Regions from separate parts of the Pan troglodytes genome. Here region 2 is linked to region 1. The links are chromatin contacts, called in public HiChIP or PLAC-seq maps. All regions are on one chromosome and are shown on one strand. The core of a region is the stretch at or near the end of the contact, and the rest is flanking DNA. Distances in the headings are between cores, read along the strand shown. Region 1 holds the start of PIK3CA (phosphatidylinositol-4,5-bisphosphate 3-kinase catalytic subunit alpha). Region 2 holds the start of GNB4 (G protein subunit beta 4).

Region 1 (4,301 bases), core at 1,086-3,585:
AGAGAAAAAGTTATTACAGTCTACTTTATGTTGTGCATTATTTATAAGTTTGGGTTTTTTGTTTTGTTTTTTAAGGGGATACTGATTTGGGATGGAGAGGACCTTATCCTGACAGGAAGGAAGCTCTGCCACCAGAAAGGCTGTTCCACGCACAGAGCAAGCAAAACCACTGCACTTTTAGAGTCTCCCTTTTAAATATATCAAGGCCCATGACAATTTACACTTCCATGAAGCCATTTTTCAGTTTAAGTACAATATTTGTATTTAGTAACATCTCTTTAATGCTATAACCAATTTAGTTAAAATTTTTTTAACCTTAAATAAAAACACTCTTCTATATTTACAGGTGTTTCATTTTTAATTATTTAAAACTGACAGGAATGTCTTTAAAACTTTATACGCACAATCATGCAATATTAATATTCCTTTACTTTCTTGTTATTTCCCCCATGATGCTATTATTACGATATGCTATCATTTTAAAATAAACTATTTTGTGATTTTAATAGGAAAGTACTCGTTTGAAAAAGCACAAGAAACTTTTGAAAAAAGCTATGAAGTTTTATTTTGTCCCAAAATGTGAGATGAAAAAACTTAAGCAAAATACCAACACACACACACACACACACACGTAAACACACAGTCCTCTTCAGATAATTTTGGCTGATGACACTGCAGAACAGTTAATCTGATAATTAAAATTTTCCAGAACATGTGATGTTTAGATGGAGATCTATGCTGTCAACCGGACCTCAGTGCTTCAGTTAAAAGAAAAAAAAAAAAAAAACCAAAAACTTAAAACCTGAATACAAAGACACGTTAAATTGTTAAGACTGTAGTTGCTTTGAAAGCAAAGTGTTTTGATTTATCCAAACTAACTTAGCAACACGGTATTTTGAGTATTTTCCAGAAGTTTTCTTAAAACACGCAATCCAGCACATAAACAAATTTTGTACAGTACAATGTAAGCAAATACTCAGAAAAATTCAATTTCTAAGCAGGATAACATATGACCAATATTGCCCTCAGTGGTTCAAAAGTCGCAGTAGAAATAATCCCCTGAGATAACCTGGAATTTACCTACCCAAGTATTCTAAGGGGTTCTCCCCGGCCACACAAACTATGATTCAAAACATCGTTCCGAAAACCCAGGTCCTGCATGTGCACAAAGGCGCAGTGCTGGAATGAGGAAGCTTCACCAAGATGAAATCACAACTCTAATTCATTAAAGAATATGCAGACTGTTTTCTAGAAAGCCCCTCTTGTTGCGCTCCCTTTACCCTATCCTTTATTTAACCATGTAAACAGTCTCAATTATTGACATAAAAAAAATAGCTTTCGATTCCCAAGTCTGGTAACATGGTTGGCCACCATCACTATTCCTTTAGCATCCTAAAATAACCCCCTCGAGCCGAGGTCAAAAACACGCCGGCTGAACGTCTGGTGTTTACATAGCCCAATCCCGGGCCCTACCCTACCTTTCCGAGCCACTTAGGAGCCATGGAACAGGCATCACATAATACACTTAGTAAAGAGACAAGTCACATGAGTCAGTGTCTCAGGTCTATGAATGAAAGATCTAAGCGTTTGTCTCAGCTAAAAGGAAAAAACAACCTCGAAAGGAAGGGTGGGAGGGGAGCTGGCGGGGGTGAGGGGAGCGGTGTTCCTTCCATACCCCTGCCGGGCGATTTAAACCCAGTAAGAGGCAAACGCAGGGCCGCCAGGCTGGCGGGGCCGGAGTCCTCGGGCGTGACAGCCCCTCAGGAAAAGCTCGCGGTTTCGCGCCCGCGTCCCTTGAGCCGCGGTCCTCGCGGCAGCCCCTCCACCCGCGGGCTGGGTGGGCGTGCAGGGCGCGGGAGACGGAGCCACCGCGGCCGGGGCGGCGGCCCTGGGCGCACTTCCTCAACCTCCAGCCGCCCCGTCCCCAAAACTGGGAGTAGAAGCAAAGGAAGAGCGAGGCGGCAGCCAGAGAGAAAGGAGAGGGAGCGGCGAGCCCTCGCCTCTGCAGCTGGGAGAGGCCAGAGGCAGGCGAGGGAGAGGGAGCGGCGATCGCAGGCGAACTCCGCCGCGGGCCGACGCTGGGAGACGACCAGCCCGTAGCCCCCGCCCAACACGGCGGGCGCGCCCGGGAGTCTCCGGCACCCACCCGGTCCCCATTCCCACCGCACCCGCTCCCGGCCAGTCCGCGCTCTACTCACGCTCGGGGCTCTTCCAGGCTCCGCGGCTCTAACCGCATCGGGTGCCAGCCCCGCGGGCGGCGGCGGCGGCGCCGAGGGAGAGGAGAGCGGGCGGCACGGCCCCCGCCTCCCGGCCCCTCTCCCCCGCCGCTCCGGAGCTGCCCGGCCGGGCCCGAGCCCTGCCTCGCCGGCGGCCCCAGCCCCAGTCCCAGCGGCCGCGGCAGCAGCAGCCCGACACCTCAGCGGCCGCAGCGGCGGCACCGGAACTGCCGCTTTCTACTTCTCGCTCCTTCTCCTCGCTAGCCCCCGCCACACGCCCCCGCCCCCGACTCCTTTCTCCGTCGCCCCTGTTTTTTTTCCTTTTGTTTCCAGAATAAACTTTATTGGTCTCTTTTTCCGCTCACATCGTGTAAACAAACAACGAACTCTTCCCCACCCCCTCGCCCCCCCCCCTCCTCCGGCAGAGGAGGGTAAGAGCTGAGGAGGGGCAGAGCCTACAATCCCCCGGAAGCAGATGCGCAAAGAAGCGGAAGTGAAATTGAGGCGAGGAGGAGCAGGGAGTGGGCAAATAGGGTAACAATATGTGCTACTGCGCCTGCGTCTTGCTTTTCCGCCCGAAGTTTATGTACAGTTGGGGCTGCTCTTCTGACGTTTGTTTAATGATCCGTCTTCTGCAGTAGTGAGGGTGTTGTGTCATCCTAGGACAGCGTACATGTAGTATATTTGTTTCTACGAGCAGCAGGCGAGCTGGGGTAGAGATATAGAAAGGAATATTGGGAGCAAGTGGGTTATTTCACTTTTACACCCATAGAGGAAACGAGATTAGTTCGGGGGTGAGAGGAGGTGCGGTGGCTAACCGCCGCTGTCAGTGGCTAACCAGCGTGGTTATGGATTCTATAATAGAAAGAATGCTTTTTACAAAGCGTTGCTGTGCGTTCTTCTGCCGACACGGTTTAAGTTGTATACCATCCCGAAGGCGGAATGCACTGTCACAGCCCTCTGCAGTCCTTTGACTCACTTCGTGGAGACCTTTTGCTATGCCCTCATTTTTTTTTAAATCGAATTCTGATTCGAAGCAGCTTGTAGGATTCAATTCTAACTATTCAGAAGACGTGGGGGATTTTTCGCGTAATGCCAACAGAGACTTCAGAAATGTCATATAGTCTATAGATTTGATTCAAGGTAGTGTCTTGGTGCTGCGTACCTTAGAAGTCTGTTTGCTTGAGAGTAAATCAATCTGTTGACTTTTGAGATTACTACTGATAAAGGTTCGGTACTGTGCGTTTTTCTCCCCCTACTGGTCTTTTGTTGTAATATTGGAAAAGCGTAGGAGCAGTGATTAGAAGTCTGAGATACAAGTACTCCAGCATCGGTTCCTCCTTGAATTTTTAAGTAATAGAGGGCTTGGGAAGTGACCCATCCTAGAGATGTTACAGTCCTACTTGTCCTCTAGAGCAAAACTCTGACCAATAACAACAGTCTTCTCGAACACCGCACGTCCGTCCATACCCCAATGGTAAATGAGATGGATCTGTTCCTCTTTGTGGTCGTAGTTTCACTTGACTGTATTTTTTTCTTTTCTGTGTTTTCTTTCTTTCGTCCTTTTTCTCCCTTTAGCTCGGGTTTTCATCTCACATTCCAGGGGTTTGTGTTTCTAAATGTTTTTCTCGAAGCAATGTTCTTCAACAGTTTTAGAACACTGTTACTCCAGAGTACAGATTTTTTTAAAAAAGGAACACTGAATTGCTAGTCAAAGTAAATTTTAAGGCAATATATCCCAAATTGTGTTTCAAGCACAGAGTTATATGAGATATTAATAAGTAGACCTTGGTGGGGAAAAATATACTAGGGATATTTTTCCTTATAAAATTTATTTTTTATTTATTATTATTATTTTTTTGAGCCAGAGTCTCACTCTGTAGCCCAGGCTGGAATTCAGCGGTGCAGTCTCGGCTCACTGAAGCCTCTGCCTCCCGGGTTCAAGCGATTCTTCTGCCTCAGCCTCCCAAGTAGCTGGGATTACAGGCACCAGCCACCATGCCAGCTAATTTTTGTATTTCTTAGTAGAGACGGGGTTTCACCATGTTGGTCAGGCTGGTCTCAAACTTCTGACTTCAGGTGATC
Region 2 (4,301 bases), core at 595-3,094, 300 kb before region 1:
GCTGTTCATTTATATTTCCCCTCATCTTTTCTGGAATAGACTATCTCATTGCTTCCCACTGTGTTTTCCTAAACACCAGCAACTTGTTTTTCAACAAATAATCTTAACCCAACAACCAGCTCTCAAAGCTTTATAACATCTGGTAAATGCTAGTGCACAGGAACAAGGCAGAAAAGAATCTAAAGAAAGAATATGAGGCCGGGATCGGTGGCTCACGCCTGTTAATTCCAGCACTTTGGGAGGCCGAGGTGGGCGGATCACTTGAGGTCAGCAGATTGAGACCAGCCTGGTCAACACGGTGAAACCCCGTCTCTACTAAAAATACAAAAAAACAGCTGGGCGTGGTGGCTTGTGCCTGTAATCCCAGACTTGGGAGGCTGAGACACGAGAATCGCTTGAATCCTGGAGGTGGAGGTTGCAGTGAGCTGACATCACATCACCGCACAGTGACTCCGTCTCAAAACAAAAAAACAAAAAAACAAATAAAAAAAAGAAAGAATGTGGGCTTTGGAGTTGATCCAATCTGATGTCATGCAGGGCTCTACCAATACCTTCGTGACTCTCATAAATTAATCTTACCAGGGCATCAGTTTGCTTATCTGTAAAATGGGGATAAAATTCACACTTCAAGGTAATTATGAGGATTAAGTACAGTATAAGAAAGCAGAGAGCATGGTCCGTAATAGGCACTCTTTAACAATTTCCCTTTGCTTCCTCCTAAAAACGACAATGATAAAACTCAGGATTTAATCATTAAAACATAAATAGTTACAGATGCAAAACACTCATGTCCCAACGAGCTCTTCTGACACTTTGATATGCAGAATATTTGGCATTTCTTTCTTCTTAATGGAAAAATGCTCCTAATATTAGTAAAAATGAAAATTTTGGGGGAAAAATTATCCACAGTTTATCTGTGGATAAAGAAAATAGAAACAGCTGCTTCTATTTTTGTCATGGCCTGGCTTTTATACAAAACGGTCACATTTTCCCCACAGTCACAAACAGGGTGTGTTTATCATGGCATCACCTCTTTCAAGGGACTAATAGATTTATTCCAGGTGATAGTGGGAAGCAGCTACAGAAGGAGGATTGGAAGGCTGAGGGGGTGTTAAAGTTATCTGATGATATTGTTCGAACCTTTCTCCGGCACAGAAACTCCACAAAGAACTCCTCTGCAGTTTTCGCTACCCAGGGCTGTTTCTTTAAATTGTTTGACGTCAGAGAAGGAATGCTATAGCAACAGTCTGTCAAACTGGAATTAACTCAGAAGAAAAATGGGGGTGGGGAGAGGAAAAATGCTCCCAGGCGGTACTGACTTCAGAGGAAGCAAACTGGATAGATGCATTTATTTTATGACATTTTAAACATAAAACACCCAGATACATGTGGAAAAAAAAAAAAACTCGATTGAGATGCATGTGGTGTTTAACTCATGCGGAGAAGAGCGACTTGGCAGGGATATCTGGAAGGCCTTCCAGTTTTATCAATGACAATAGGAACAATAACTTCCAAGTATTGGCCATTTATTTGGAGGCAGGCTTCGTGCAAACATCACTTCATTTAATATGCTTAGCACCTTTATGAGGCAGGTATCAGTATCTTTATTTTGGCGATGACGAAACTTAGGCCCGAGACGGTACACGGTCCTATAACTAGTGATGGAAGAGCGGGGACTGCAACGCAAGGTTGTGCAACTCTGGGCTTCAGTTTACTTTCTGACATTTAGAATTCCGGAATGGGAAACCTAAATGGGACCTTTGGGGTCTTCTAGCTCTGCCCTTCGATCCTGCTAACAAGCAAACTGGCGCCTGTCACCGCCGGAAAGGAAACTGGCCACGCCACTTAGACGGGCGCTACTTAGCAGCGTGCCCCGGCGCCACACCAACAAGAAAACGAAACCGCCCGGGAATGAATGTTTTTCTTCTCCTTCTGGCAGGAAACGAGAGAGAAAATAGGAAGCAGAAGCTGCGCGCGGCGCCCGCTCCCTTCGCCCCCCGCCCGGGCTGCGCGCGCTCCGAGGGTCTGCGCGTCCCCGGCACGTCCCCGCCGGGCCCGCGCGCCTCATGCCTCGCGCCTCGCGCCTCCAGCCACGTACCCGCCCCGGCTCCGGCGCGCCGCGGAGTTGGCTGCTGGGAGGTGCGGGACTGGGTGTGGCCGGCGGCTCTGGTCTCGGTGGTGCGCTGTGCTCTCCACGCCGGCTTCGCGCTCCAGGGGCTGCTGAGCGTCCAGCGGACCCCGGCAGCGCGCGGTCGACGCGGGCCTGAGCTCCCTCCAGGTAGGCGGCGAGCTCGCGAGCGGCGGCTCGTCGGTGCGCCCCGCAAAGCGATCCCGGGCTTCTCGCAGGGACGTGGGGCGCCGCGAGCCACCCCTGAGGAACGGGGCCCGGGTGACGGCGCGGGGCGGGGCGGGTCTCCCCTGGCTCCGAGACTGAGGGCTCGGGCGGCCGACGCTGCCCGGGAGGGACGGGGAGGGCGCGCCTGTGTCGCGCCCCGCTGCCGCGCGGGAACTGGCCCCACGACCGCCGGCGCAGGCACTTCCCGGGCGGTCCAGACCGCTCGCCCCGGGCAGCGAGGAACGGTCGGCGGTCCAAGTCCTGCAGACCCCCCGGGTTTCTCGTCACTCCCCGAGGCCTCCTTCCAGGAACTCAGAGCACGAACCCGTGCGTGCCCCCAAAATAGCGGGTATTCGGGACTGCCCAGCAGGGCTGTTGGGTGGAGAGTACTGGGAAGACTCATAAAAGTTCTACGCTGAGTCCAAAATTAGTCCAGTGGTTTTGTTTCCGATTTATTTTGGAAATGATATAATGTCCAGAGTTTGAGGATGGGAGGGGATTGATGAATTTTGAATACTTGTGAGTTCAGTACAATAAAAAGTGTTTTCCTTTTCTCTCCACCTTTTTCTGCTTCAGAACACGGATGATTGCCATATACTTTGATATGTATTGCTATTCGCTAAGGGAACATTGAATTTTCAAAAGTTTGAAACCAGGCTTTCATTTGTTTATACAAGCAATACTTTGTTATTTTGCGTCTCCTTGTGTTCCCTTTTCTCCCACTCCTTCCCTTTCTCTTTCCATAAAGGATAAGGATGCATCTTTCTCCCTCTCAGCCACCGACAAAGTAGCTTGGCGTGTGGATTAGCGGGAAGTTTTCTTAAAACGTTCAAAATTTAATTGTTGATTAGAACTTTTATTATGAGTCCGTCTCAGTGTTGCAAACAGAGTTTATGACCATTAAGTACATCTTCTAGGACAGAGACAGAACACACGCTACTTAATTTAAGATGGGAGGGAAGTTATTTCTAGTCGGAGAGGAGGACGGCTGATTAGGTGCATTCAACATTGTGTGCTTCGAGTCTCTGCCATTGTTCATTTTAATACTCTTCAGTGTGGGGCTTTTGGTTTACTACTGATCCTAGGCTCTGAAAATTTACTGTATATTTCATTATGTGGCTTAAAGACATTTTAAGATTTTCCATGTTGCATTTTGGTTTGTAGATGAATTTGAAACTGAAATAGAAACTTTTAAAATATCATCTTATTGAACGTTGTCAACCCTCTGTATATACATTTATAAAACTGATTGATACAGCTTGTGATATTTTAGGTTGGTTCAACTCTTTGTGGGCCCATAAACATTATTTAGGAAGTTATTCCGAGTCTTTGGCCTTTGTTAACCTGTAGAATTGTTTCTTTTAAACAATTGGCATGTAAGTATGTCAGCACATACTTTTACACTTTAAAAATAGACTCTGGGGCAATTTGAAAATTAAGAATTGGAACTAAGTGTTGGACATTCTTCTGCCCTTACCAAATACTGCCTGAGATGGTGTGATTTCTCTTAGGCATGTTATTGAAGTCAGCTGGCTGTATCATCAGTTTCTTTACCTTGCTGACTATTTTAATCTGCGTCTGTTATGGACTTATTTATTAAAATATCTCTTCTGGGCTGGGGCAGTGCTGTAAGTTATTCTACTTATATCTCACAGTAACACCATTATCTACTTCCACAGGTAAGGAAATTGTCTGTGAGGTTTTAAGTAACTTGGCAGTGGTCATGTAGGCGTTAGGTAACTCAACTGGGATTCAAAGCAAGACCCCTCTGTTTCCAAAGTCCATGTTCTTTCCCCTGAGCCATATTAACTTAGTTCGAGGGCATGAGGAGTGACCCTCAATTACTCATTAGCATGTGTGTAAAATATCCAAGACATGCCAGAAGCATGTTTGTTTTTCCAGCATGATCATTATTGTCTGTCCCATGTTTTTATACAGCTTCTCAGATCAGCCATTCTCTTCTCAC

What was found. HiChIP or PLAC-seq counts read pairs in DNA pulled down with a chosen protein or histone mark.
Region 2: a contact with region 1 is called in an H3K4me3 HiChIP or PLAC-seq map of stem cell-derived excitatory neurons, with 4 times the contacts expected there. The contact joins the promoter of GNB4 here to the promoter of PIK3CA in region 1. A contact is called at or near these places in 1 of 7 Hi-C or Micro-C datasets (stem cell-derived neural progenitor cells) and 1 of 1 datasets of contacts at active chromatin or transcription factors (stem cell-derived excitatory neurons).

Annotation. Positions count from the first base shown.
Region 1 is chr2:182,328,326-182,332,626 of NHGRI_mPanTro3-v2.0_pri, reverse strand. It overlaps PIK3CA (phosphatidylinositol-4,5-bisphosphate 3-kinase catalytic subunit alpha), which reads right to left and starts at 2,335. Exons shown (of 21, transcript XM_024355822.3): 1 at 2,199-2,335. It overlaps KCNMB3 (potassium calcium-activated channel subfamily M regulatory beta subunit 3), which reads left to right. Exons shown (of 6, transcript XR_010155875.1): 6 at 76-342.
Region 2 is chr2:182,626,891-182,631,191 of NHGRI_mPanTro3-v2.0_pri, reverse strand. GNB4 (G protein subunit beta 4) reads left to right here and starts at 1,844. Exons shown (of 10, transcript XM_001168001.7): 1 at 1,844-2,278.